Regions from separate parts of the Bombyx mori genome. Here region 1 is linked to region 2. Evidence: chromatin contacts called from public Hi-C data. All regions are on one chromosome and are shown on one strand. The core of a region is the stretch at or near the end of the contact, and the rest is flanking DNA. Distances in the headings are between cores, read along the strand shown. Region 1 overlaps LOC101740006 (muskelin). Region 2 holds the start of LOC101737686 (cuticle protein 8).

Region 1 (3,541 bases), core at 72-2,571, 77 kb after region 2:
TCTGGTCGGTGTCGGGGTCGAGCGTGGCGCGCTGCGTGAAGCCGGCGGCGGGGGGCGGCGCGGCACCGCAGCGGCACAAGGCGCCGCACGCCCCCGACCCCACCTCGTACCACCACAGGTCCAGCAGGTGCTCCTTGTTGCGCTGCCCCGCGAATATGTACAGGCGCCGCTGCACCTGCGCACACACGCTGACGTCATCCACCCATGCCACAAAAGCATTTTTAAGTTTCGAGGTTTTTTTTATTGCTTAGATGGGAGGACGAGCTCACAGCCCACCTAGTGTTAAGTGGTTACTGGATGTCTGGAGCCCATAGACATCTATAACGTAAATGGGACATCCACTTTGAGATATGAGTTCTAAGGCCTCAGTATAGTTACAACGGCTGCCCCACTCTTCAAACCGAAATGCATTACTGCTTCACGGCAGCAACAGGCAGGGCGGCGGTACCTACCCACGCGGACTCACAAGACGTCCTACCACCAGTAAAGTTTTCAACTATCAAAGCTAGTGGTCCGGCTCTCACCGGGTGGAACAGCATGGAGTGCGAGACCCTGGGCTGCGGGGCGTCCTCGTCGTGCTTGTCGGCCAGCAGCAGCTGCCAGGTGCCGGTGGAGATGTAGTACGCGTACAAGCCCGAATACTGCGGGCTCACTACCTCCTCACTGTAACACACAATTCCACCACACTGTGTTAATCAAGCGAGTGCTTCTCAAATGTGTTCAAGGTTTTTGTTTCCCGAGCGCTATGACATTTCCATATATCATAGAGTACTTAACGGCAGGCAGCAGCTTGTTTCTGCCCCTGACGTTGCTGAAGTCCATGGGCGACGGTAGCCTCTCACCATCAGGTGGGCCGTATGTTCGCATGACGGATGAGTCCACGTATAAAATAGTCCATATCATACTTTAAATAGCAATAATTTAAAGAACAACCAAAAATAATAATAAAAAAGATCACTGACCTCGTCGCAACCTACAGCGTGTGTAAAATTATAAAATGAAAAAATAATCCTGTGCCTAAACTACTGTGAATACATCGAATCATCTTTGCGTCAGCCCTTCGGAACATAAGGTACAGTAAACAAGCACAGTAAACAATAAACATTTTAAATACCACCATGGCTCATGGTGCCATGAGACATGAGGTCTAAGTCTCAGTTCTGTTTCTCACCGTTTACGTAGGAGCGCATGGTAGTGGTATCTTCCTATGCGGTAAAATATAAGACTACATACGTGTTGGCCGGCAGCACTCTCCCCCCGAACACGTATATGGTCTGCGTGTCGGCGTCGATGCACATCTGGTGGTCGAACACCAGCCGCGGCCCCCCCGCGCTCGCCGTGTCGCTGCACACCAGGTACCACTCGCCCGTCCACACGTCGTACATGTACAGGTCGCTCTGGGGGGAGAGGAGGGGAGTCATTATATCACACCAGGTAACACTTGCCCGAAAGGCAAAATGCATATCCGAACTTTTCTTCGTCTGTAGGCGATCTCCAAAAATTCAAATAATTCTTAATGACGCTTGATTGGCTGATGACGGCGTTGCAGGTGAGAGTAGGGAGGGTGGCGAGGGATCTAGTGCGTTTAGTAAGATAGTGTTGCGCCTTGTTACATAAAAGTTAGGACTATACATTAACACGTGAAGCAAAAACATTGTACCCCCTTTTTACTAAAATTGCGCAGATAAATTATAAAATTTCCCACACTAATACAGAATATACAGAAGGAGTGCAGAATGTTATTTTTTTTTAATTATGCATACATTAAATCAATTAAAAAAAACATTACACATACTACCATGTATTTGACACGTATACGCATGCATATTTGTTTATTGTCCAATTTTTCTTAGTATGTGGTCAAATTGAGAATATGAGTAAATATGGAACTTTTTGGCGGGAACGCGAGGAGTGAAGTTGTGTGATTTGTTTTATTTTGTCTATTTAGTGTTTCTTCGGGTTTAAATGTGTAATAACGGTGGTTTATTAATCGTTTAATATCTGTGAAAGTGTACAAATGTGGGAAAATGAAACATAGCCGCTGGACGTAACTTCTCGGGATCCTCCAAAAAGTCCATTGAAAAAATCTCAGTAAAGGACCACCTTTTTATTGAGATTATATTTCATCCCTATATCATCTCATCTCATTTCATTTAATTTCATCCCGGTTGATTAATGTCTCAAATTAATCATCTTCATTTCATTTCACTCCATACTATCATTTTTCATAAAAATAAGAATATAAACTAAAATAAGATGTGACTTAAAGGTGTTAGTTACCAGGTCATAAAATCCCTTAAAAAAAGATTAATATTCTTTGTTTTTATTAATATATTTGTCTAGATGTGTAGTCTTGGCGAAATCTTGGAATGAAGAAGTATAATAATCTTTGACAATAGAACCTTGTTCTATTGTCAAATGAATGATGTTCATACTTATAATTTCAATTAATTATAGTCTAATTTCGACTACTGCGGGACCACTAGGATGCGTCACCGCAGTACTCACATTCATATTGCTGGGCACCCTCTGAGCGTTGTCGAGGTACCGTCCCAGGGTGTAGAGCCGTCTGTGCACGGGATCGAACACCATCTTGTGACAGGAGCGGGGCGTGGGGCCGCCGACGAGACTGCTGTGCCTGCAGAGCAGCGTCCAGCGCTCGCCCTTGGTGCTGTAGGACCACAGGTCGTCCAGGTCCTCGGTCCCGTTCCAGCCACCAAACAGATAGAGGGTGCCTAGAGAGGGGACATTCAAATTCGAATATTTTATCAATATATAAATAAAATTGGAGTTTCTGTTTGTAATATTGAAATAACCGCTTTTTACTACATGCATATGAATGTACGGTACATACACCAAAATAACATTTTTTACAATTTTTGTCTTTCTGTCTGTTTGTTCCTGCTAATCTTTGGTACGTACGGCTGGACCGATTTTGACGAGACTTACTGATAGGTAGCTGATGATATAAGGAGTAACTTAGGCTACTTTTTTAGACAAGCTTCGCCCGGCGGCGTCACCCGCGGTACGACAATAACCGCGGGTAAAATCGCGGGACTCCGCTATCAATAATGTCATGTTTCCGAAGCGAAGCGAGGGCGGGTCGCTAGTCTATATATACATATATATAAATCTGCAGTGGCTTTTCGGGTGTTCCATTATAACTACTGAACCATGAATCCGATTGACTTGAAACTTGGTATCCATGTAGAAAATACATGTACTTAATGGATAGACTAATATTTATATGAGTGTTGGACTCCCTACACCAGTTGCGGGGGCGTTAATGATGTGAATCTTTGTGGGGGTGAGAAATAATAATGTTAATTTTAAATGTCCAGCGAAGCGGACGGGTACAGCTAGTACATAATAATTTCCTCACCCGTAGTAGAATCGACCACCAGCTGGTGTCCGCCCCTGGGGCCAGGCTTGTTGCAGCAGGCGGTGAGGCCGCAGGCCAGGTCACACGTCTCGAACAGCTCGTTGCTTACTGGTGCTGCACCCTGGTGTCGACAATTCAAGAAACGATTTTTTTTACACG
Region 2 (3,865 bases), core at 1,066-3,565:
TGATCGTGAGCGTCTTTCCCTCCAACGAAATAGGACCAGCCGTCCAACGTCGGACGACGTTACCCTTCGTATATGAACTGCCGGATAAGGTCACCCAGGGGGCGGGTCCTCTAATCCGATAGAGGGGGTTATAATTTACCGGGTGCGGAGCAATAATTGGGGCAGTTTCGATGACTGGGGTAATGATCGGCGTGTGGACCAAGGGGGCGATTGGTGCGTGAGGTAGTACGAGGGGCGCGATTTCCGCCACCGGGGCGACGTGGGATGCCGGTGCGATTGGAACATGCTCGACGTGAGCTATCGGTGCGATAGGAGCGATTGGCGCAATCGGAGCGACGATTGACAGCGAATGCACATTGGGACCGGTTTTTTTGACGACCGCGTTGAATCCGGTCAGGGGGTCGGCGCTGTACTCAACGTGACGCACGTTTCCGTCGGGTTCGACTAAGGAGTAGGCCCCTCGCACCTGGTCCCCATCGCGATGCTCCCACTGCGCCTTGTTGTCTCCCGTTGAAGGGTCGTTGACCGCATAGTTGAAACTGTAGCTCGGATCCGACTGAAGAATTGAAAAATATGTTTATTAGACTTGCGCAAAACATCACTTCCCAATGTAATGTGATATGACATCACTTTTACAGATAGGTGATATTACTCGAAAACATTACACATCACTCTTAACATTACTCGGTGCGTTCAAAGTGATGTGTATAAACACATCACTTAGGTAATGATTCGGGTGTATAGATACAATGTATTCGTCGTCACAGTATCTATTGAACGCACCGAGTAATGTTAAGAGTGATGTGTAATGTTTTCATCAATCATTACCTAAGTGATGTGTATAAACACATCACTTAGGTAATGATTCGGGTGTGTCATTACAGTAGTGTATTACAATACAAAGTATGAACTTTGTATTGTAATACACTGTTATATTACTTGACAGATTGACTTACTTAATAATATAATAATTTTATTTTTTACTTAATATAATTTATTGTGGGATGAACGGATTTCATAGGGCGACTTAGACTGCAAATTGAGCTCGACAATAATGTTAATATACGAGAGCAGTAGATGCATTGTTTCGGCGCGATATCTTCAAAGTGCATCCAAGGAGGAATGTACTTTCATTTAGACGCCGTTATTTCTTTCACTTATTAAACACGCATTAAAACAAATAATAAAACTATCTTCAAACAAGTGCTTAAGTAATTCAAATCAAACACAAAAATTAATATGAAATATTACTAAACAATTACGAGCGACTAGCGATTTTACAAAAGTTGCGAATAAAAAATTAAGTAAGTACTTGCGGGGAGCTACCGGCTGGCCGCATGAAAAATATAAACACAAATACCTATATTAAAATTCAGACGTACCATAGGTATAAAAATGTACCTAGCGGCCAGGACATACGGTTCAAAATCACTAGGAATAATTCCGTGTCGCTTGCTCATTTATTTTGCGTCGATCGGTCTGTCTCGGTCGCTCGGTTCCGTTCGTGTATTAAGCAACATTACACGACAAAGAAAGAAACATGTTGGGTGATACTGTGATGTTTGTTTCCTTCGCGTAATGTGTGATGTTGCATTACATCGTAGAGTAATATTACCCGAGTAATATCACTCGCATTACTTACACATGTCTAATGTTTATCCTTTCATTAAAATTAAACCAAACCTTCTCGTCGCGGTTACAACGGATCGGATAAAAAATACGTTCATTATGCTAGCAAATAAAACAGAAATTAACACTTACGATTCTGTCAACAGTCGTAATTGGTATCAGGGATAATGTCGCTGGCGGGTTCGCCAACACGGCTGTAGCTGACACCAAAAGGCAGGCAATCTGGAATATATTGTTTTAGTTTTGTAAACTCGTTACATCGTCAAACATCAATGAATGACTAACTGAAATAGCCTCTTGGGCTACCAGTGAATAGGTCTGGAAAAAACAAAAAATAAAATGAATGACATCATATTATGTTTTAGGGGATGACCGATATTCGTACTGAACATAAAAAGTATGGTTCAGTCTTTATTTTCATAAATGTTAATAAATGCCCAGTTTTCTAACTATGCTATCTTACATGTGGGTCATATTTGAAATTTTAATTTTATTGTCGAAAAAGCTGTTTCCATATTCGTAAATGAACTTCGTACCATAACGTTAGTTTTCATGTTGCTGTTGTTTGTAGTTAGTATTCCAGCGAGCGAAACGAAGTGTACTGATGCACCAAATATTAGCCGATTCGATTTTATACAACACTAATTATTCGGCCCGGTCGTCATAGTGTCGCGCATCCGAATTTCACGCCCGATTTATTCATTTTTTCGTTTTTTTTTCACTACAATTTTGAACTGAACTCAATATAACATGTTTGATACCTGTTGTGTGAACCTAAATTGTAATGATTTAGGAATTAATATGCACGGATGATTCGTACGAAACTAGGACCCGTGTTAATATGAGAAACTTGTTGGATTAGTCCAATTATAAAGTTGAAATAGACTTATTATAGTTGATTTTTTTTAGCACCAAATTTTTGTGACACTTTGATTATTCGACTTGATTTTTTTACGATTTGGAGTTAATGCCTCCATATTCGTTATACATCAGCACTGACCGCTGCAAGAATCGAGTTTATCACCTTTTTTATATGGGAGACCTGTAGAAAATCAAGTAGCGCTCTCGACTCAAATCTTCTTCTTCTTCTTCTTTGTCGTTTCCTCATTACTGAGGGTCGTGACCACCTTGGTCCAGTTTTTGCACCAGCCTCCTCCAATGTTGCCTGCATTCGGCCTGCTTAATGGCGCCCGGGTCGCTGGTGTTTGTGGCCTCCTTGACAATGTCCGTCCACCTAGTTGGGAATCTTCCTCGACTTCTCTTTCCTTCCACTTGACCTACAACTATTAATTTTTCCAAGTTCTCAGGATTTTGTCGAGCAAAAAAAACTCAAATCTACATGAAAGTTATTCTTTAAGAAAATAATAGTTCTTCATTACGAATTTACTCTGTCAGTTAATTTCTGTTCTAGTCTAGTCAGTCTGAAATTTCGGTTGTCAGTTACTATTTTTAATGCTCCTCCAAAAATGTTACTGTTAGTTTTACAATTTATTTCAAATGTGGTTTTGAAAATTCCAAAATACCCTAATTATATTGGTGGGAGAGAAAAATACTATTGTACTTGAAAAATTCAGGGGTCGATTTAGCCCAATATGCGTTTTTTGGGAATCTTTGCTTAATGCCTAAAAAGGCTTAAACTAAAACGCTTGCTTGAATGCTCATTCAGTCATTTGAACCTGAAACCTGATTAAAATTGTGTAGAAGGATATTACGTCACGATGCGATAGATTACAAAAATAACTAACATTACAGCTTAATAATGACCTTAATACAGCTTCGGTGAGTTTGGGATAATAACAGTGACTGATGATATGACATTCGACAGACGTCTTCGCGCCAACGACATTTTTAAGATACGTCTACATATATACAAGTTGCGAAAAATAACATTCGACTTTAACCCCACAGACACAGCCCACTGAGTTTCTCGCCGGATCTTCTCAGTGGGTCGCGTTTCCGATCCGGTGGTAGATTCCGCAAAGCACGACTCTTGCTAGGTTTCGTGATAGCAACGTCATCAGGTTTGAGCCCCGTGAGCTCACCTACATGTTAGGGTGAAGCTGAAATAGCCTCGCAAGGCTGTCAGCTTAGGTAGGAAAAAAAATAGCGTTCGGACTCCATACATCAGCCCGACGAGTTTCTCGCCGGGTCATCTCAGCAGGTCGCGATTCTGATCTGGTAGTAGATGCATTCGCGAAGCAGCTGCCCTCGAGTTGTTAGGTCTCTTTCGGAGCCT

What was found. A called contact is a pair of places that touch in the nucleus more often than the background predicts.
Region 1: a contact with region 2 is called in a Hi-C map of whole pupa, with 1.7 times the contacts expected there. The contact joins the enhancer-like site here to the promoter of LOC101737686 in region 2. A contact is called at or near these places in 2 of 7 Hi-C or Micro-C datasets (both in whole pupa).

What each region holds. Positions count from the first base shown.
Region 1 is chr19:2,151,925-2,155,465 of ASM3026992v2, forward strand. LOC101740006 (muskelin) reads right to left here. Exons shown (of 15, transcript XM_062673899.1): 7 at 3,383-3,503; 8 at 2,509-2,735; 9 at 1,234-1,397; 10 at 525-663; 11 at 1-175. Among protein-coding and RNA genes, the nearest start is that of LOC101737541, 10 kb to the right of the region's middle. Within about 2 kb of position 1,322, at least 4 of the 8 cell types and tissues checked have open chromatin away from gene starts, as enhancers often do.
Region 2 is chr19:2,073,677-2,077,541 of ASM3026992v2, forward strand. LOC101737686 (cuticle protein 8) reads right to left here and starts at 2,316. Exons shown (of 3, transcript XM_004926934.5): 1 at 2,166-2,316; 2 at 1,762-1,851; 3 at 1-556. The coding sequence starts at 2,183. All of the region lies in intron 14 of LOC101740281 (guanine nucleotide exchange factor subunit Rich), which reads left to right.